2 separate regions of the Sus scrofa genome follow, and region 1 is linked to region 2. Evidence: chromatin contacts called from public HiChIP or PLAC-seq data. All regions are on one chromosome and are shown on one strand. Each heading gives the region's core, a stretch centred on a gene start, on an enhancer-like site or on the middle of the called end of the contact. The rest is flanking DNA. Distances are from core to core; before and after follow the strand shown.

Region 1 (4,513 bases), core at 730-3,229, 170 kb before region 2:
TCTGAAGCTGCTCAGAGCAAATACACTGCTAACTGCCAAAGCACGAACTGATACGAGCTGTTAATAGTTGTTGAAATGTGTGTGCTGTTTTCTTCTCCAAGAGTAGCAAGAGGGAGGGAAGAAGAAGGGAAGAAGCAAAGAGGGGAAAGGAGACTGACAGACCATCTGACATCTATCAGGATGAGAAAGGAGACATCAATTTCAAAGTGTGACCAAGTGAAGAAAAAGTCCAGGAACTATGAGACTGAATAAAATGAGGGTTTGACTTTAGGATGTGAGTGTGAGATCAGGGTCAGCCTCGAACTCAATGATTATAATGTGTTCTTCCTGGAGAAAGACTGTAGGTGACTGGGTTTACGTAGGATTTGGATCTGAATGTGATAGAATGAGAGGCTGTTTGTGATGAGGTACCATGGGTAGGGAGGGAAGCTGGATGCAGAATGGGTGGACATAAAATCGCAAGATCAGTAAGTGGACTGGAGTCTCAACAAGGTTCAAGAAGTGTTGCATGGGAGGCCCTTGAGCAGGCAGCCTAGGATAGGAGCTGTGGTAGGAGAGTGGGATATCTGATTATTGATTTTGGGTATAGTTTATTTGCTGGTACCTGCAAGGTACAGGGAGTGAACTGAGGTGCCTGAGGTGAGGAGGTCATGGTGCTGGGCTAGGTCATTGCTGTGGACGATGAAATCATCTAAAATGATGGCAGGAGTCAGATAACTGCCTGGGAGGCATTATGTCTCCAGTAAACTATGAAACCTGTATGTGTTAGTAATGAAAAATGGAAGACGGAAGGTGGCAGAAGCCTCAGAGGAGTAGGAGATTTGCCTAAATATAGAGCAGAAATAGTTCATAAGAGTAATTTGCCTCCCAGGGGGATATTTGGCGACATGAAGAGACATTTTTGGTTACTACCGCTGTTTAGAGGGTAGAGGCAGGGGCTACTGCTAAGCTTCTTACAAAGCACATGACAGCTCCCTACAGCAAAGAATTATCCAGCTCAAAATGTCAATAATGCCATGGCCGAGAAGCTCTTAGGTAGACTTAACAACATAAGCAAAGGCCTGGAAATGAGGAAAACTGGAGGCTGCTCAGGAAAAAGCCAAGTTTAGCTCAACTGTAGTGTAGGATTACCAGCAGAGGAAGTCAGAAGATAAAGTGGGAAAGGAGGCAAGGGTCCCACTATCTTCAGGCTAAGAGACCAGCATCTAATTTAAAGGACAAAGAGACACACTGAAGACCTCTGGGCAAAGAAATGACACGAAGCTTTACATATGATTGGAGCCTTATCAATAATTTGCCTTTTCAGTTTTCAAGCACTTTTAAGCAGCAGTTCATCACTCACTTCACTGATGTCTCATCTCCTTAACAACAGTAAGGCCCTGGATAAGAGACATCAGGTCCCAGAGTTGACGAGGTACACAGAGTCTGCTAGCCTGAAATTCAGACTTTTAGCTACACTGCTTTGCCACACACACTGTTCAACTACTAAAGACAGAGAAAACATGAAAAACTTTAATTTCCTCTCCTCTCTCTTCATTCCCAGTGTCTATTTAGAGGTGCTAGGGAACAAAGAAACGGCAGGAAGAATGACACAGGAAAAGAAAGAAAATGCTTTGAATTAATAATATAAGAAGTATTTAAATACTTCCTGAAAAAGCAGAGTGTAAACTGTACCACTCAATTTTGGAAATATTCATGAACGCTAAAACACCTATCACTAACCTATCACTAAACTTCTTCAATCATTTTAACTTCTCCTCTTCAAGAAGGAAATCATTACTAACTCAAGCTTACACTTTCACACTATTTTTTTAAGCTGATTATTCAGCTTATTTCAGTTAGCAGTTGCTTTCTATAATGATAATATAAACAAGTCAATCTATTTCTGAGAAAATACTTGATTCAGGTTGCCTTTCCTGTTCCTCTCCCTGGAAATAAATTAGACACCAACCAAGGTCACCAAGGCAATAATGCCCCCAAATAAATCAGATCCTTTCTGACAGGTAAAAGAATTTAATCTGCTGGCAGGCAGGCAGGCAGGCAGGCAGGCAGGCAGGCAGGCATTCTATTCAGAATGATAACCATAATACCAAAGTGTCACTTATTCCCTCTCCAGTGCACCAAATGGAGCCCTAGTGACATTAAAGAGCTAATATGATTTCAATGTTGCTCTTTCTATACTCATGGAAAGCTTATTTACCAGACAATGTTTTACTGAACATTGATCAGAGAGAGAAGCTCACTTCTCCAAACCACATGCCTGGATAGGCTAGATAAAACCCACCATGGGAAGAACCTTCCAAATCAAGAGAGAGAGAGCTTCTCTCCCTCTACTCTTAATCAGCTAAGTGTTTCCCTTGCTTCACAGATCAAATTTAGAGGTGTAGGGCTACTCTGACAAACTGCAGAGAGTATAAGAAATGTTACCAAGGGGCAAGTACACTAATTGGTATCATTTATTAACAGATTCAGTGAAAATGAGATAACGGGTAAATGGCGCAATACTATTAAGTGGATTTTAACTGAGAGCTGTATTTTGTTTTCCTTCTTTAAGAAAAAACACTTTGAGATATACCTCAGTAGACAGTTGCCATCAGAAAGAGTTCTGAAACCTCACATTCCCTCCATCTGTTATCAGCTATAATAAAGCCCCCTTCTACTTCATGTAGCATACATTTATAAGGTGCATTTTTAATACACTTTACATAGGCTCATGGTTTCCTATAACAAGTATAGATTTTGTTTTACCTCATGTGACAGTTGTATTTTTATCCAAATGGGAAGTTATCTTTTTTTTTTACTATTTCCAGGGGCTGAAGGCCACATATAATAGTATGCCTTGTGTCTCTTGATATTAATTAAGCAATCTCTGTCAGTGGGGTCAGGTAGTTCTCTATGTAATTGTGCTTTCATTGTCAAAAAAGAATACAGTGATTATCAGGTGGCTTTTTAGTTCTACATGTTCATGTATTAGAATGGAATGAAGTCACAGCTAACTTTATGTGCTATACTACAGGCATTGTGCTAGATACTTTGCATATGTTCTCTAATTTTATTCCTTGACCTACAAGGTTAACACTCTCATTTTTACAGATGAGAAGTCTGAAGCTTAGCCAAAATAATTTGTTTCAGCTGGCCAGTGGTAGAGCCAGGGGAATCTGGATCCAATGGATTCCAAACTCTGCGGTCTTAACAACAGCGGCACACTGTCTTCCCTAGCAACTGGCTTTCTTTCATTTTCATTCCTTCCTTAGTCATTCAAATAGGTATCACTAGGCACCAGAATGGTGTCAAGAACAGGGGCTAAAATGGTGAACAGAGCAGACAGTCATTCTCCTTAACAGGCTGACATTCTACTAGAAGAAAAAGTGGACGAGTCATTATAATAGAGCGGTAGCCATTACACTGGGGGTCAAAGCAAGCTTCTCAGAAAAAAGAGAGGTCTCAGCTGAGAGCTAAGGGATATGTACAAGTCAGCTAGGTGAAACAAGGGCTGGAGCAATTCAGAGTATCTTAGGCCTGAAGCATAAAAAGATGGAGGTTAGTAAGAGTTAAGGCTGAAGAACTGGGCAGAAACCAGAACAGGAAGGCCCTTGTGTGCCAGAAGGGAGTGGTAATCAAAAGGCACTAAGATACTTTAATAAGCACGTGATAAGATCAAACTTCTATTGTAGATGTCAGAATGCTACCTGAAGACTGGACTTGAAGAGGAGGGCACTGGTGGCTAGGAGACCAGTCAGGAGACTCTCATGGTCAAGAGAGCAAGATAAAATAGTGCTGTAACCCTGGGTAGCTGAAGTAGTGGTTGTTTGTTAGGAGGCATAATCACAAAGGTTTGGGAACTGACTGGGTGTGAGGCGTGAGAAAGGAGGGGAACAAGAATGGTTCTTGTAAATGGCTTGGTAACTAAGGAGATGTTGTCACCATTGAGACAGGAAGTAAAGCAGAACTGAAGAAGTTTTGAGGGAAAGGTAACATGATCTGTTTTGGACATGTTGAGTGTGAAATGTCTGTGGGTTACAGGAGTGGTAAAATCCACTAACAGACACCTGGGATAGGAGATCTGTAACCAGGAGTTGGTGGCATAACTCATGTAATTGATGCAAGCCACTGAAGTGGACAAATCAATGACGTGCCCAAGAGGAATGTTTAGTGTAAAAAGGGAAGAGGGCGGAGGACAAGAAGAATTCTGAGTTTTACCCAAATTTATGGACCAGAAAGAGGAAGAGAAGCCCATAAAAGATTCTGAAAAGAAACAAAACCAGGTTTCACCATGGTCAAAGAAAGGACTGAAAATTTATGTCAGAAGCTGCCCAGAGGTTAAATAAGAACAAAGAGGAGAGGAGGCTGTGGTCAGTAGTGCTGGGAGATAAGGACTAGGTTGAGTCCATGGGATGGACACCTGAAATGAGCTATGGGTGATGGCCATGGGGATAATTATTAAATGGGACAGATTTTGTTTTGTTCACATGGGCACATGGTAACTGCTCAATAAATGTCTGCTGATTGACCA
Region 2 (4,733 bases), core at 1,830-4,329:
AGATTGAACCCACACCTCTGCAATGACCTGAGCCACTACAGTCAGATCCTCAACCCACTGCACCACAGCAAGAACTCCAAGAATTTTCAATTTTAATATACACATTTATAGCTATGAATTTCCCTCTGAGCATTGCTTTACCTATGTCTCCTAAGTTTTGGTATGTTGTGTCTTCTTCAATCATCTCATCAGAAGGTACATTAGAAAATATTTTCTAATTCCTCTTCTGATTTTTTTTCCTGACTCACTGGTATTGGTTATGTAGGAATGTGTTGTTTAATTTCAGTATATTTGTACATTTCTAAAACTTCTCTCTGTTATTAATTTCTAATTTCCTTGTGTCATGGTCAAAGTATATACTTTGTATGATTTTAATCCTTTTAAATTTATTGCTGCTTATTTTATGGCATAGCATATGAAAGATGTTCCATGCACATTGAGAAGGATGTATATTCTGCTCTTGTTACATCTGTTAGGTTTAATTGGTTTACAGTGTTGTTCAGATGCATTTTTGATCATGTCATTTCTTTTTTTCAGCTGATGAATTAATCAGTCCTAAAGACATTGATCCTGTTCAGCGTTATATCCCACTACAGAATCAGCGTAATGTGAGCATGAGGTTTTCCAATCAGGTAAAGAGTTATTTTGTAATTTAGACTCATCCAGATATTTAAAGCCTAATTGAAGAAGAAATTTTATTTTATTTTATTTTATTGGGTTTTTTGTCTTTGTAGGGCCGCACCATGGCATATGGAGATTCCCAGGCTAGGGGTCTAATCAGAGCTGCAGCTGCTGGCCTACACCACAGCCACAGCAACGCAGGATCCGAGCCACATCTGCGACCTATACCACAGCTCACAGCAATGCTGAATCCTTAACCCACTGAGTGAGGCCTGGGATCAAACCCACAACCTTATGGTTCCTAGTCGGATTCATTTCCATTGCACCATGATGGGAACTCCAAAATTTTATTCTTAATGGGTTTTTATTGTGCATTCTGAAGGCAATGCTTTTCTGTCTTTAGGTTAGTTAAGATTTACCTGTGGAAAAGGACTATTTGTTAACAAGGAATCAGATCTGTCCAACAAGATGTCTCAGGCTAAACATCTTCACTGTCACAGTGGTTAAGTGAAAGATGTCACATGTCTTTAAGAAGATGCAGTATGTACACGTAGCACAAGGACAGATGAGACAGAACTATTACTTATGGGAATGGGGTCCTGTGAAAGGCCCTGGGCTTGATCTATCCAGTGCTGTGTCTGATTGATTGACAGGAGTTGTTCGTAGTTCTTGGTGACATGTTGGGTGAAAGAATAGTTTTAAATTTTTTTATATGTAATAGCTATAGATTCAGACTGTGTTGTGACAACAGAATAAGTGTTTGCAGGATCAGCAAGATTGATGTTAACTTGAGCAAACCCTCAAGTATTAAATGATACCAGTAATGAGGACTGTCAAAATGAAAATGTTGTGTATTGTGGAAACTGCCTGAGGAGAAAGGGAATGAGCCTGTGTGTGTGCCTGGGATTCCAAGCAGTTAGAATTTATTTAATAAGAATAGCATCAGCACTTACAGAAAATATGCTTACAAAATTGAAATGCTCTTTTCACTTTACAAATATGCGTGTAACACACACACACAAATACAAATAAATGATTGTTTTAGTGAGAGAAAGGAAGAGCCAAACCAGCCTCATTAGTAGGTTCTATCATACTGTTTCTCCTTTTTGTTGGTCCTCAACCCAACGTGTAGTTACTCTGAGAGGTTTATAGATGAGAAACTTTTTGGGAGACTTGTAAATAAATGTGAAGATTTTCTCAGGAACATAAAATCCCTATGTTAATATGTGATAAAAATTTTACCACTGGCTTATTAGTTCCCATATGAGGCAGAGATTTGGCCTTTATCTACCATTCATCTCTGTGCAGCATAAGTATACATTCTGTCCGTATTGGAGACAGGTAATTTCACTTGAAGAAATGGTAACATAGGAATATATTTAACTTCATATTACCCAGTGCTGTGACTCTGAGCCATTTTAAGACTAGTGTGTATCATTTACATAGCATTTCACATGTGTCACCCACTTCTCAAATCTCAAAGGCTTTTCCTAGAAAATAAGGTGACCTCATTGGTCACAGATTTGAAATGTAGGGGCAGAAACGAGAGAATATCAAAGCGCATGGCTAACGAAATCAGCAATTTAAACATTTCCTTCATGCTTGACATAAAAGGAGGGGGATGGGTTACGTACAGTTTCTGACATGCAACATACTTGCAGTTCATTCTCTCTCACTCAGGAAAGCTTGTCCGAGTGCAAGTGAGTGAGAGTGAATTTTATAGAGAATTTACTCTCGGTGTATTTTTTCTATTGAAATCATTTTCTAATGTTGCAACTAAATTACCTGTGGCATGCTTCCCAGGTGGCACCATATCCTAGCGAAGAACCTTTTCTAGGCTCTGCACAGGGGCTTCTCACCTGCAGCCATGTGGGAATTACATCTGTGTAGAGTTGTGTACAGTTTCTGAGAGGGAAATGATAGGAAAGTTTGGCAGAAAAAACTTACTGGGAGGTGTTATTGCCTAACTCTGCTGTCATCTTGGTTGTGATATAAAATGGTGAGGTGTCATTGCCACTTTCTCTTGCCCACGTCCATTGTTGGGGCTGGATGACATGGCTCGATGAAATACAGAGGTCAGACATGGCCCTCTGCTTGAAATGCTGGGTCAGTGGCCTCTCAGTCATGAATGACCAGGTCACATCGTACAGATCTGTGGGGATTGACCAGGTACTTTAAATCCTGCCAAATGTCAGAAAAAAATAGAGTAGTAAAGCTGAGACATTTCCCGAAAGCCAGAAAAATCCTTGACTTCCAAAGGTGTATCAGGTGTCCCCATGACCACCCTCAGCCTCGGTGGATTCACTAGGCCGCACAGAACTCAGAAGTTGTTATACTTACACTTACAGTTTATTCTAGGAAAAGGATACAGGATAAAATTAGTGAAGGCACACGAGGCAAGTCCTGAGGAAACCAGGCACAAGCTTCCAAGAGCTCTCTCCCAGTGGAGTCATGTGAGATACAGTTACCCAGCAGTGAGGTATGACAACACATGAAGTGTTGCCAGCCAGAGAAGCTTGCTCAGGCTCGAGTGTCCAGGGTTTTTATTGGGATCAAGCATGTAGCACCTGCACGACTGACCTTGGTTATTCACGCTCTTCCCCTCCCCAGAGAAAAAGCAGATGTTCACCGTAAATCACATTGTTACCATAAACCATCTGGACAAACTGGTATAGTATGGCCCAAAGCCTCAGGTGTGCAGATACACTCTTATCTGACAGAATATTCCAAGAAGCCAGACAAGGACCCATCCCGAAAACATGCCTTTCTTGGGCATTTTCAGGGTTTGAATAACCCAGGCCTACTGAATCAACTTATTCCTTCACAGAAAGATTATGGTGGAAGGAAGTTTCTAGAATCCAGAAGGCAGGGAGTGCCCCCGGACTGTAGAAAGGTCCTCTCCTTCAAATACGCGTAGGGCTATTAGAACATTACAAATACAAAACATTGAGGACTGAATTGAGAGCTCTTGGTTTTCTTAATATCAGCAAGTTAATTTTAGGAAAAGGGAACTACTTTTGTACCTAAAGCTAAGACTGAGGTTGGAAAAGTACGGATCATCTGAGATGACCCTTCTCACTTCTCTCACTAGAAAAGTGCTATTTTCTCTTGATGTTACTTAGAGAATAAAACAAGTCTCCTTTTATAAATAATGTTTAGAGGAGTAGAAAGAAAAGTGCTGCAAGCAGTAGGGAACATGCTTTATAGTTTTGTGAGATTTTGACCAAACCAAAATAAAACAAAACAAGAAAACATCTGGAGACCTTCGAATGTAAGTTATTGGAGACCAGAGACCATGCTTTTATTCATTTTTATAGATTTCATTATTTATCATAAGTACCCTAACACCTATTGTATAGGAGGTCCTCAGTGTTTAACTTGAATGTTTGAATGTGCTTGAAGATACATGTGGGAGGAAGATATGTCATGGGAAATAGTGGATTTATCCGGGTATCCCTAAATCTTTCTCTAATCCTGATCTCTTACCTAATATTTAAACTTGAATTTCCAGCTACCTGGTGATCATCTCCCCACAAATCTAGGATTTCTGGATGTATACTTAACGCCAACCCACTGAGTTGTGTACATTAAATATGTACAGATTTTTCGTATGACAATCATATCTCAATAAAGTGGTTTGAAAGAAAAATGAAACCAAACATTTCTAATACCAAATTTATATTCTCTCTTCAAAGCTGCTCTTCTTTCCATAGTCCTTATCTTGGATAAGAACACCATCTTCAGTAGCCCCTTCTCATGCCAGTCAGTAGCTCTAATATTCACGTGATTATTGTATTGGCTCTGCCTTCACGGCAGATCCCTTCATATGTATCCCTGCTTCCATGTACCACTCAGATTTCATTACTACTCGATGGCATAGTTTAAATAATCTCTCTGTCTCCAGTCTGTCCTCCTGGGGCTTGAGAACACATGGTCTTGAATGACTTGATTTTTTCTTTTTTTCTTTTTGGGCCACCCACAGCACATGAGGTTCCCCGGCCAGGGGTCAGATCCAAGCACTAGCTGCAGCAACACCGGATCCTTAACCCACTCTCCAGAGCCAGGGATCTAACCTCGTGGGTACTAGTTCGTTTTCTCTGAGCCACAATGGG

What was found. HiChIP or PLAC-seq counts read pairs in DNA pulled down with a chosen protein or histone mark.
Region 1: a contact with region 2 is called in an H3K27ac HiChIP or PLAC-seq map of skeletal muscle, with 2.1 times the contacts expected there. The contact joins two enhancer-like sites. A contact is called at or near these places in 2 of 47 Hi-C or Micro-C datasets (epiblast stem cells and skeletal muscle) and 1 of 2 datasets of contacts at active chromatin or transcription factors (skeletal muscle).

Annotation. Positions count from the first base shown.
Region 1 is chr6:37,241,012-37,245,524 of Sscrofa11.1, reverse strand. All of the region lies in intron 6 of ITFG1 (T-cell immunomodulatory protein), which reads right to left. Among named protein-coding and RNA genes, the nearest start is that of ITFG1, 50 kb to the right of the region's middle. Within about 2 kb of position 1,979, at least 3 of the 83 cell types and tissues checked have an H3K27ac peak or open chromatin away from gene starts, as enhancers often do. A contact at or near this core is called in skeletal muscle, where this site is marked.
Region 2 is chr6:37,073,112-37,077,844 of Sscrofa11.1, reverse strand. It overlaps PHKB (phosphorylase b kinase regulatory subunit beta), which reads left to right. Exons shown (of 32, transcript XM_021094236.1): 15 at 538-632. Among named protein-coding and RNA genes, the nearest start is that of PHKB, 120 kb to the left of the region's middle. Within about 2 kb of position 3,079, at least 2 of the 83 cell types and tissues checked have an H3K27ac peak or open chromatin away from gene starts, as enhancers often do. A contact at or near this core is called in skeletal muscle, where this site is marked.